Regions from separate parts of the Sus scrofa genome. Here regions 2 and 3 are each linked to region 1. The links are chromatin contacts, called in public Hi-C and HiChIP or PLAC-seq maps. All regions are on one chromosome and are shown on one strand. Each heading gives the region's core, a stretch centred on a gene start, on an enhancer-like site or on the middle of the called end of the contact. The rest is flanking DNA. Distances are from core to core; before and after follow the strand shown. Region 1 overlaps ME3 (malic enzyme 3). Region 2 overlaps ME3 (malic enzyme 3). Region 3 overlaps ME3 (malic enzyme 3).

Region 1 (3,737 bases), core at 547-3,046:
TAAAATAATGAGAAAACAGTTTAAAGCAGCATTCCAATTATTCATGTATTTATCAGATATCCACCCATAAATTCATTCATTCATTGACAGATATTTATTGAACATAGCAATAAGTCAGAAATAAGCTCTCAAGAAGCTCAGAGTAGACTGGGAAAAATAGAAATAAGCCTAAATAATTACAGCTGAGCTTCTGTAGATGTACCATCTGCCTAGTTAATGGCCCCACCTGCAGGGGTCAGAGGCCTAGGGCATGTAGGCCTTTGACCACCACCGGATTTGCAAGTTATGGCTTGGAGTTCCCACTGTGGCTCAGTGGGTTTAGGACTCAGTGCTGTCTCTGTGAGGATATGGGTTTGATCCCTGGCCTCACTCTGTGGGTTAAAGGTCTGGCATTGCTGCAAGCTGCAGCATAGGTCACAGATGTTGCTTGGATATGTCACTGCTATTGCTATTGCTATGGCTGTGGCGTAGGCCCCAGGTGCAGCTCCGATTTGGCCCAGGGACTTCCCTATGCTGCAGTTGCAGCCATGTTAAAAGAAAAGAAAAGTCATGGCCTTCTTCCCAGGAAAGAGCCAGCAACTCACCTTTACAAAGAACCTGCTCTGTGCTGGGTGCTCTATCACAACAACCCTTAGGAGTAAAGAAACTGAGGCTCAGAAACGTTAAGTAACTTGTCCAAAATCACCCAGCTAAAAATGGAAGTCTGGACTTGCCCCAAACCTGTCTGACTTCAAAATCGGAGGTGGTTTACTCCAGCCTCTGCTGCCTGCTCTCCCAGGCTGGCCCTCCTCCTTTGTCTTAACTTGCATCCTCATCCTTGGGATAAAGGAAAGGGCCTGAGCTATTGTGATACAAAGATACTTAGCTGCAGTGCCTCTAGAAGAGGAACCTGGGGCTCCTAGGGGACAAGGATGTCACATGGGCTGTGTGACTGGCCACCCCCGTGGAGGGGCTCTGCTCTAGCAGGCACACTTTCATGCTTGCGTTTGTTCACCTAGGCTGGCTGAGCCGGGCAAGCGCAGGGCCCTGGGCATACGGCAGCAGGTTTGTTTGTTCTTCCAACTTGGGTGTCTGAAGTGGATTTGTCCAGAGCAGGGGCTAGGAAAGGGGCTTGGTTAAAGCTCCTTCCTCAGCTGTCCGTGTCCCACGTGCTAAGTCAGACATCTCCCCTGCCCTCGAGGACCCTGCCTCCTCTCGGCTTTGATCTTGTCTCTCCGCTGATGTAGCTTCATCTTTTCTTTTTTCGCTCCCTGACTTGGCCTCACTTGGGTCCCAAAGCCCGCAAGCAAGGACTAGGTTTTCCAGCCTTATTGTCTTCCAGCCAGACTGTTGTCATTCAAGGGAGAATTCAGTGAGTTCCCCAGGAGAGGGGCAGTTTGGACGCTGAGGAAGTCCAAGAGATGACTGTATGGCAAACACTCCGATACAAATGCTACGGTAGTTCACCTGAATGCAGAGGTCAGAACGGGCCAGACTAATCACAGGATCTTCATGGCGACATCAGTGACTCTGTGACAACTAAATCTGTGGGCAGATCAGAGCTGGCCTTAATCCTGTGCCCCAAGTCAGCCAAAGAAAGGGCTGGTGGCTGGGGAAAGTGCACCAGCTTGAAGAACCGAAGGTTGGGGAGTGAGCTGCTGTGTCCTGGAGGAAAATATCAGTACTGGCTTCTGACCTTGGAGAGGTCCAGAGGTCAACAGATCAGCCACCATCCTTGTCCCCGCTCTGGGATTTCTGGCGCCATTTGCGTGTTTTCCCAGGAACTCAGACAAACAGGGAAATTGAGAAGGAAATCCAAACTGTTCCTGAAGTGTTTTCTGTCTGGCCTGGGCTTGCCATCAGAGCGGTGGCTGAGGAACAGCTGCATTATTCTGGTACTTTTGCTTAGAAATTGCTGCTTCCTGTGACTGTCTTATTACCCAATGGGAGTTTTCCCCCCCATCAGGCCAGAATGGCAGTGCCAGGAGCCCGCCAGTCTGGCTGCAGGGCCCGGGAAACACCAGGGGAATCTCCCGGTGTGGGACCTGGGAGGGGAAGGGCCTCGGAGGTCCGCTCCCCACCCCACCGCGGCTGGACTCCCTTCCACAACCTCAGTGCCAAGTGGGACCATGGAATCACATCCAGGGACAGCCTCTTAGCAGCCAGTCTTTGCATCTCTGCCTTATAGGGCACTGGAATCTCTCTGTCCTTCTGACTTCCACCTGTTGGCTCTGCTTTTTTCCCTCAAGGCCTCATTAAGTAAGTCTTCCTAATTCCAGGTCCACAGAAGGGGCCTTCATGTCTTTGAAGGACCTCATTCCTTATGCCCCGTTCCATTGGGATCTCTCTCTCCTCAGGGGCCACATTCCCGCTTTCTCCAGTCAACGGTTTCCAGTTTCCTCGCCGACTGCGTACTTTCCCTGTCGTCCTAGTGACAGCCCCCACTTCCGGTCCCTGCCCCTGAGTAACCAACTGCTCCCTCTCCCATCTCTGGTGGCCCTGTGGTGCCAGGGCTTCATGTCCGTCCCTCCACCAGGCTGTGATGTCCCAGAAGGAAGAACCACGTCATCTCACACTGTAACTGGACTCTGGCTCCTGCCTCCTTCTGACTCCCCAGAACCTCCATCCCCTGTCGTGACGCCTCTCATCTCCCTCCATACTGGCTCCTCTGTTCCACGTGCATATTTGCACCAAAAATGAATCCATCCACCAATGGCTATCACCCTACGTCATAGCCAAGCCTCTTCTTTAAACCCCTGCCGAATGGTTCCCTCCCCACCACACCACCGGAAGTGCTCTGGAAGTTCCTGAAGGCTCTTCCGGGCGCCGGCCCCCCAGCACTTCCGGGTCCCAGGTTTCGTTAACCTTGCCCCGCATCTGACACTGACCACAGCCCATCGTACAGCTCCTGTGGCAGCCACTCTGCTGGTCAGTCTTCCACCTGGCCCGTCCCCCTGCTCATTTCCTTGGCTGGATTCTCTTCTTTCTCCCCTCTCTGGCCCCTGGACGCAGGTGGGCCCCCTAGGTTCTGTCCTTGGCCTTGTTCCCTGCTCAGTGCACATCCTCTGCCCCAAACCCATACGCAACCCCATGACCTGAACGCCCTCTTCCTCTCTGCTGAGCTGCATGTCTCCTCTACTCTTCATGAGCGTGCCCAGCAGGAATGTTAATAAATAATTGTGATATAATATGACATATCCTAGCAGAGATATGCCCAGAATAGCAAGGCAGCCTAGAGAAGAGAAGAATTACTGCTACCCTGAAGGTAGGAACATCGATGAGTCAAGGAAGCCTTCCTGGAAGAGAGGACATTTGAGCAGGGCCTTACCGTTTAAGTAGGAGTTGGCCAGGGTGAAAAGGAGGCCTTCTAGTGAAGATGGGGAGTTGTGTAAGGACCCACAGTAGTTGGGAAGCAGCAGGATATGCCCAGGGTGTGAAAAGATATAGGTGGGAGTTGGGAGCAGGGATGGTGAGCATTAAGGTCGGGGCCAAAGTGGACGCCATTTCAGATGTTTGAACACAACCCCAAAGGCACTGTGAACCCTATTAGGATTTTCAGAAAATAGGCGGCCTGCATAAATGTGTGTTTATAAAGATACAGTAGGTGGAATTGGGGGAGGGGAAATAAAGCTGGAGGATGTGAGATCCGTGATTAGAGTATCCTGGCCAGAAAGAACAATTGCAGGAATCCCAGGGAGAGATGGCCTTGCCCTGACACCTGGTGCAAAGTCCTTTCTGCAGAGAGCTGTGTCTGTCAA
Region 2 (3,737 bases), core at 820-3,319, 110 kb before region 1:
TAGGTTGCAGACACGGCTTGAACCTGCATTGCTGTGGCTGTGGCATAGACCAGTGACTACAGCTCCAATTTGACCCCTAGCCTGGGAACCTCTACATGCCATGGGTGTGGCCCTAATAAGACCAAAAAGAAAAAAAAGAACAGTGCATGTCTCATAGTAGGTACTCAATGAATGGTATTTAATACAATGATTTCTGATTGAACAGTTAATTTTTTTTCACTAGGAATTTGAAAATCCTCTACTAGATGATTTCTCAGGTAACTTCCAGCTCTAAATGCCATGATCCCAGTTATCCAGAGGCTACAGCTTCTCAAATTGTGACTCTGAAAAATACGCAGGGTCTAAATGTGGCGAGAGGTTCATGAACATCTTTTCATGTGGAAGAATGTGTATAAATTCCTGCTTTGATTTCTAAAAGTCAGAAAATCATGTCCCCAAAGGACCTCCAGCTAAAGGCCATAGCTCTTGGTTTTTCATGCTGGATCGTATTAAAAAAGGAATTTGGTTCTGCCAGAGTGGATGAGTTCTTACAGCCAAAACCCCTAAAAGTTCTCTTATAGCTACATATGACATGATTTAGCATTTTAGATTTTTTGTAAAGAAGTAGTTCATTAATTTATTTGAAGTGGTAAGAGCTGCAAAACTGGGCATGCCAAACCCTCAATATTTAATATATTAGGAATCATGCCAGTATAAGAGAAGAAGCTTGGCCTGTTCATAGGTTAGTGGATACAGAGAAGCTATTGAAAAGCTTAATGTCCAGAACACTTAATTCAGGGAGGTGTTTGGCAAGTGAAGTGAATATGTGTAATTTGAGGTCTTAGCTTTGGGACTACCAAAAAACATCCCTAGGCACCTGATTGGTGATCATTGCCAAGAAGCCGCAAGAACGGAGGACTGAAGTCCAAGGTGAAAGCCTCACCCTGGGATTTGGGAGACCCAGATCCCCCAAGGAAGGCTGTTATAACTTTGGGGGGGCCTTGGGGTCTGACCTGACCCACTGAGGGCCCAGCCATAAAGTGGAAGGTCCCCAGTCTGCTCATATGGAACAAAGCAGCAGGAATGTAATCCAGCCTATGAGTTTTGGATTTAATTTAATCTCGAATCAAGTCAATTCAAGAGAGGGTGTTTTACCCAGTTGAGATAAGTTTATAACTTCCACATGAGCAGTGGAAACACATTTGCAAAGCATTTTGCAGCATGCAGTTACTGTAAGAGTCTTTGGAGCCAGGCAGACCTGGATTTGAATCCCAGATCCACAATTTATGAATTTAAGACTGGGGGCAGATTACTTAAGCTTTCTGTTCCCCAGCTCCTTAGAGCTGCTGGGAAGCTAACTTGAGATTCTGTTTCCAAATGCTAGGCACAGGGCTGGGCACCTAGGGAACATGAATAAAAGGTAGCCATTGGTGCATTGTTGTTGCACCTCACAGCAACCCTTTAGGTGGTTGTTGCTGTGGCATCTGTTTTACAGATGAGGACCGTGGGGCTTAGAGAAGCTGAGTACCTGTCCAAAATCAAACATGTAGACACAGAGGAAATGCCAGCACCCAAGGCTTAACTTCTAGGTCTCCCCAATCCGGGACAAAGTGCCTCCTTCCTTTGAATGCAGCACCAACTAGATACTCATTTCTATCAGTCAAACGACGTGTGTCTTTTTACTTCTCTTTGAGTGTGCCCTTGGGAAACCAGCCTTGGCCTGTAGAGGCTCTGGCATAGCGGTCTGAGGCTCTAGCTCATGCCATCCCAGATTTCCTGATCCAGACCACAAGCAGTTAAAGAGCCAGTGAGAACAGGTCTGTGGAGCAGCCGGTCCCCACAGGTTCAGGTAGTAGAGTGAGGAAGAGGCTGAGCCCTAAGTTCAGGACAATGTCTGACAAATCTGCTTGGCACAGCTATGGAGTGTGGGCTTGTCCAGACTCAGTGCCCCAGCTGCCTGAAAACTGGACCATCTGAGGGCTTCCCGTGTGCCCTGGGCTTTCTGGCCAACAGTTGATTCGGTTATGTTCAGTGAAACACTGTTCCCTTTTGGTCACTGGGTTTTGAGTTGCAGCGAGTTCCCTTATTCCTCCCCAGACTCCAAAGCCAACACTGTCAGTCATGATTCCAGCTTGTGAACAGACTTCCACATCCAGCCTGCCTTTGAGCAGCAGGCAAGCACCCCCCCTCCCATGCAGTCTGAGAATAAGCCACAGGATGCCAGCAGATCCAGGCATTCCCAGCCACCCGGGGCACCCCTGGCACAGAAGCCTGGGCCTCCCAGTTCCCCAGTTCTGCAGCCACAGAGAAAAGGCCAAGTAGATTTTGGAGCCACCAAGCCCAGAGTCTTGAGTCCCCCAGGCTGGGCCTCCCGGGGGCCTTGGAATGGAAAGTGGAATGTCTTTCTAGCAATCTCAGTTGTCCTGCCCACCTTTGTGCCCAGCGTCCCTCACTGGGTGACTCTCTGATTTCCACATTTGCTAGTTTTACTCATAATCTTTAGGTCTCATTTAAATGTCCCTTTCTCCTCGCAGTAACAGGAATCATGTTTCTTTGAGCCCTTGAGGGGTTTAGTTTCTTGTTGATCACTTTCTTTATTATGAAATATTTCAGACAGAAATTATATAAAGACTTTCTATGGAACAATCATTCAGCTTGAGAAATGGAACAAATCCATTTGATGCTTGCTCCCTTCCCCTTGGTGACTTTGCAGTCCCCTCCCTTTTGCCGCCCCTAATATAATCACAATCATAATTTGGGGATTCCCATGCGTGTTTTAACACTTTTATTACATATGGATATACTTTTTTGAAAGTGTATACTTTATGTTTTATTTATTCATTTTTTCATTCATTATGTTTTTCTTTTTCTAATTTCTATTCTTAAATTATAGTCTTTTTGCGTACATGGAAATCTTTGTTAGTTTCATTTTTTTTTTTTTTTTTTTTTTTTTTTTTTTTTTTTTTTTTTTTTTTTTTTTATTTATTTTTTTTTTTCTATTTCTTGCTATATAGTTCTTTGTCGGCTGTACATGGAACAACCATCCAGCTCTGTACGTCAGCCACGTTACAGGCAAATGGTAGATAGCATTCAGCTTCCTTATTTCTAAGGTAGGTTTGGTGGATGTATTTGCCCTCAGAGGGTTGTTGTGAGGACTCAATGAGTTAATACATACCAAGTGCTAAAGTAGGACCTGGCACTTCGTAAGTGTTAAATAAATGTTAGCTACTATGATTATTTCTTCACTTACTGTGTTTCATGAGTTATCCATATAACCCACTTAGTTTTACACCATTCATTTCAGTTACTATCTATAATATTCCATTGTATTCGTAAGCTGAGATGTACTTCTCCATGCCTCTGCTGATGAAAGTTTAGTTATTCCCAATTTTTACTGTTGTAAACAATTTTGCAGTCACCATGCTGGCGTGTCTCCTTGTACATGGGCAAGTTTTCTTTTCTGGCTTCATATAAGTGAAGAATGTGGAATTGCTGGTTTATATCTTTTATGTATGTTTAACGCACTTCTGGCTAGTGTTTTGTGTGTGTGTGTGTGTGTGTGTGTGTATGCACAAATCTTACCATTTCTAGCAGATTGTAAACTCTTAGAAGACAGGCAATGGCATTCAGTTATTCATTGATTTAACAAATGAGTACTCAGCACCCATTCTAGGCAGCATACAGGTCTAGGTGACAGGATGTAGAGCTTAAATGACATGAACTGTCTCCCAGGGCTCTCTGTGCTCTGGAAGACTCAG
Region 3 (3,737 bases), core at 632-3,131, 85 kb before region 1:
CCATTTTACAGTGGAGGATTCTGAAACTTGACAAGGTAGGGAATGTACCCAGGCGTGCATCTAGTAAGGGGCAGTAGTGGGATTCAAACTTGGATGGTCTGATCCCATTACCTCTAATTATTGTCCTATGCTACTGTGTTTTTCAAAGCTTTAAACCACAACCTGCAATTAAAAATACACCTTACATCACAAGCCAGTACCCAGATACACAATATACAAGCATGTACAAGAACACACACATACACTCAGTTAAGCAAAATTTGGCGAAATAGTACATGTCGGTGCTAAATCTGATGTTTTCTCCTCAATTCTATATCATTTAAAAAATATTAGCAGCTCCCTATTCAATTGATTTTTCGCAGCAGGTGTTTGATTGAGTTTGACAAGCACAATTGTATTTTATCCCCCCTTCTAGTCCCAGCCCTTGTCATTCCCCCACCTTTGGGGAAAGAACACCAAATGTTGCTGAATGCTTTGCCCTTTTCCCTTCAGAAAAGGTATTAAAGCTAGTAGGCTGGGATCTAGTAGGATATGCACCTGCCAGGAAACTCACTTAAGTGTACTGATCAACCTGTCTTTATTGTGGCTGACAAAGATTATTGCTAAATGTTCGAAGTCTCTGCAAAAGATGCAAAGCAGTGTAGGCAAAATAGTGACTACCAATGTGGGCTTTACTGGCACACAGAACTGGGTTCCTAGTCCAGCTCCATAACTTATTAACCGCATAATCTTGGGCAGATATGTTACTTCATATGGATGTTATAAAGGACAGAATCAAATAATGCTTTGGTTCACTCATTATTGACCACAGCCTGTCCTTTAGTAGGCATTATATAATACTACTAAAATCTTTATTAAGTTAATAGAAGTTATAAACTATAGACTAACCCCCAAACTGAATATTCATCTGTAAAAGCAAATTAAATTTCCAGACTATTCGACAGTGACCCAGACAGTCATTCAGTGGTGTATTTAGTCCATCAGCATTAATTTAGAATAAGCGCCTCATTGCTCCTTTAAAGGGGACTTCAAACATTGACGTTACTTATCACAGGATATAGGTTTTAGAAGAGCCTGGTCGCTAAATGACACTAAATATAGCCCTGTGCTTAGGGCTGTTTATTTTGAGACATTTGGAGGAGAGGTCACCCTGCAGTTCTCTTTGAATGTCAACGTAGCTTCCTTCAGAGGAGACAGTGTCACTTGAGAACAGCCAAGCCTCACTTGCAGGAATTCCAGTGACCTTTTCAGAAATCACCAATGGAAAAGAGCAATTTGATTAACTGCCTGTATCCCTAAACACATAGGTCCCAGGGCTAATTATGTTTATGAAATGAGAACATTTTTAAGAAACTCTCAAATTCATTAAGTGGCTTAGATTCTATCTCAGGAGGGAATAAAGAAACAATTTAATGTGGATTATGTAAACTAAGCACTGGTTAGGAAAAAAGAACTCACGTGGTCCGACGTTCTACATTTTTCTTTCCTGTTCTTTTAGTATAAATCTAATTTTAACATGGAACTACGCTTTTAAAAATATGCCCAGTTCTTCAGCTTTTAACTTTCAGTCCAGTTCCCTTTGATTTTCTGTTATTATTATTATTATTATTGGCTGAGCCTGAGGCATATGGAGGTTCCCAGGCCAGGGATCAAACCCGCGCCACAGCAGCGACCCAAGCCACTGCAGTGACAATGCAGGATCCTTAACCCATTGAACTACAAGAGAACTCCCCTCATTAATGTTAGATTTTCTTTACATCCCTATGACCAATGAAAATTTATTTATTTAAATTCCAAGTAAACGGTGTTGCAACTGCGAGTTCCAAGGAAGAGGAGTAGGATGGGTTGGGGCCAGAGGTTAGAGAGGAAGACTAAACAGGCTGAGATATTTTAAGGATGCGCTTGGCTGCTGGGCCTCTCAGAGGCACAAGGTTCATAAATCCTGTTCCCTCCACCTTCAGCATCTGGTGAGCACCCGGTTGGAGCTGAGTTTATTGAGGCCTCAGTTGTGCTGGCGGCTCACTGGATACACCACCACACAGGAGGCTTCCATTAGTTCTCACTGCAGTCTTTTTAAATGGGTATTATTGTCTTCATTCTGCAGATGAGCAAAGTGAGAATCAGATACTTAAGAATGCTGTCCGGGGAGTTCCCCTTGTGGCTCAGTAGGTTAAGGACCCAATGCTGCCTCTGTGAGGCTGCAGATTTAATCCCTGGCATGGCCCGGTGGGTTATGAATCTGGCATTGCCACAAGCTGCAGTGTAGGTTGCAGATGTGGCTCAAATCTGGTGTTGCTGTGGCTGTGGCATAGGCTACAGCTGCATCTCCAATTCGATCCCTGGCTCAGGAACTTCCATATGCTACAGGTACAGCAGAAAGAAAAAAAAAAAAAAAAGACTGTTGTCCAGGATCACACAGCTGGTGAAAGAAGAGTCACAGATCTCCTTCCTCCGTGGCCAGTCCCGAGTAACCTGCACCACACACCTGAACTCCAGCAAAAAGACCACTGGCACTGTTTTGCTGAGCACCATAGCCTAGCAGGCACTGAATTAGCCCGCCTACTTCCAAATTAATTCAAAAACATAGACGAGTGTAAAGGACGCTGGTTTGAATGAAAAGATGACTACACTGACACTCGGCGGAGGTAGGGGCCGTGTGTATTTGGTCTCTCGTTCAATGTCTGGTGCCTGCTATGTGGCTGGTCCTCAAAACATACCTGTTAAATGAATGATTATGTCATGAATTAATGAACCAACAATTTGGAATGGAATTCGGGGTTCAAGTCCCATCTCTGCTCCTTGCTAGGGCCTTGCTTTTAGGCCAGTTATTAACCTCTCTTAGCTTTCGTGTTAACTCTATAAAATGAGCATAGCACTTCCATAGCCTCTCTCACAGGACAATGGTTCCCAAACTTTGCTGCACCTTGGCGTCACCTGTGGACCTTTAAACACTCCTCATGCAGACTCCCACCCCCAGAATTCTGACTTAATGGGCGCGGGGTTTAATCCGGGTGTTTGACCACCCCCATGTGCTTCTAATGGGTAGCAAAGCTTGAGAACCACTGTCATCGTGATTTTCTTTTTGGTTTCTGAGATTGTCTGATATCGCAAAGGAAATACACCTGCCTTGTGAAACCTAAAGAGGTCATGGAATGTAAACTGTTGTTAGAAAGTCAGTCCAAAATGACTGTGGACCTAGAACTCCTGCCTCCTGGTGTCACGACAGAGAAGGAGACTGGTTGCCCTGATCTCTTGTATACATGTCAGTCATCTGTCCCCAGAGCAGAATGACCTCCTTCCTGGTTCCCCTGACTGAGGGGCAGAGCTGAGGTCAAGGCCCAGGATGGGGAGGATTTGGCTAACATCAGGGCTGGAGCAGGTTAACTGCTGGGCAGTTGCCCTGTAAGATGAACTTGTCCTTGGTCGGTCTTGCATCCAGCTCGATGGTCTGCTGGACAATTGCCCTGCAAGATGAACTTGTCCTTGGTCGGTCTTGCATCCAGCTCGGGCACCCCCGCCCACTGGTCAGCACGCACCAGGCGTGGGTGTACAATGGTACAATGCTTCTTCAGTGTCTGTTTGTTTTATTCCTCCTGGTTGCAGTTCACTTTCTGACCCAGTCCTCCAGGCTGGGCCTGTCAAAGAGCTGTCGTGTAATTGGAGGAAGGAAGCGGTACTCCCTTGTCCGCAGCAGCTCCCCTGCCCAGCACCTTCCTCTGCCATCACCCTGTTGAGGT

The links. Hi-C and Micro-C count contacts between places; a contact is called where the count stands out from the background. HiChIP or PLAC-seq counts read pairs in DNA pulled down with a chosen protein or histone mark.
Region 2: a Hi-C map of skeletal muscle shows a contact between it and region 1, with 6 times the contacts expected there. The contact joins two enhancer-like sites. A contact is called at or near these places in 20 of 47 Hi-C or Micro-C datasets (brain, embryonic fibroblasts, epiblast stem cells and 12 more) and 1 of 2 datasets of contacts at active chromatin or transcription factors (skeletal muscle).
Region 3: an H3K27ac HiChIP or PLAC-seq map of skeletal muscle shows a contact between it and region 1. The contact joins two enhancer-like sites. A contact is called at or near these places in 8 of 47 Hi-C or Micro-C datasets (embryonic fibroblasts, epiblast stem cells, fetal heart ventricle and 4 more) and 1 of 2 datasets of contacts at active chromatin or transcription factors (skeletal muscle).

Annotation. Positions count from the first base shown.
Region 1 is chr9:20,324,965-20,328,701 of Sscrofa11.1, reverse strand. The region is part of intron 7 of ME3 (malic enzyme 3); the gene reads left to right. Among named protein-coding and RNA genes, the nearest start is that of CCDC81, 100 kb to the right of the region's middle. Within about 2 kb of position 1,796, at least 9 of the 83 cell types and tissues checked have an H3K27ac peak or open chromatin away from gene starts, as enhancers often do. A contact at or near this core is called in skeletal muscle, where this site is marked.
Region 2 is chr9:20,433,198-20,436,934 of Sscrofa11.1, reverse strand. All of the region lies in intron 2 of ME3 (malic enzyme 3), which reads left to right. Among named protein-coding and RNA genes, the nearest start is that of ME3, 54 kb to the left of the region's middle. Within about 2 kb of position 2,069, at least 4 of the 83 cell types and tissues checked have an H3K27ac peak or open chromatin away from gene starts, as enhancers often do. A contact at or near this core is called in skeletal muscle, where this site is marked.
Region 3 is chr9:20,409,850-20,413,586 of Sscrofa11.1, reverse strand. All of the region lies in intron 2 of ME3 (malic enzyme 3), which reads left to right. Among named protein-coding and RNA genes, the nearest start is that of ME3, 77 kb to the left of the region's middle. Within about 2 kb of position 1,881, at least 3 of the 83 cell types and tissues checked have an H3K27ac peak or open chromatin away from gene starts, as enhancers often do. A contact at or near this core is called in skeletal muscle, where this site is marked.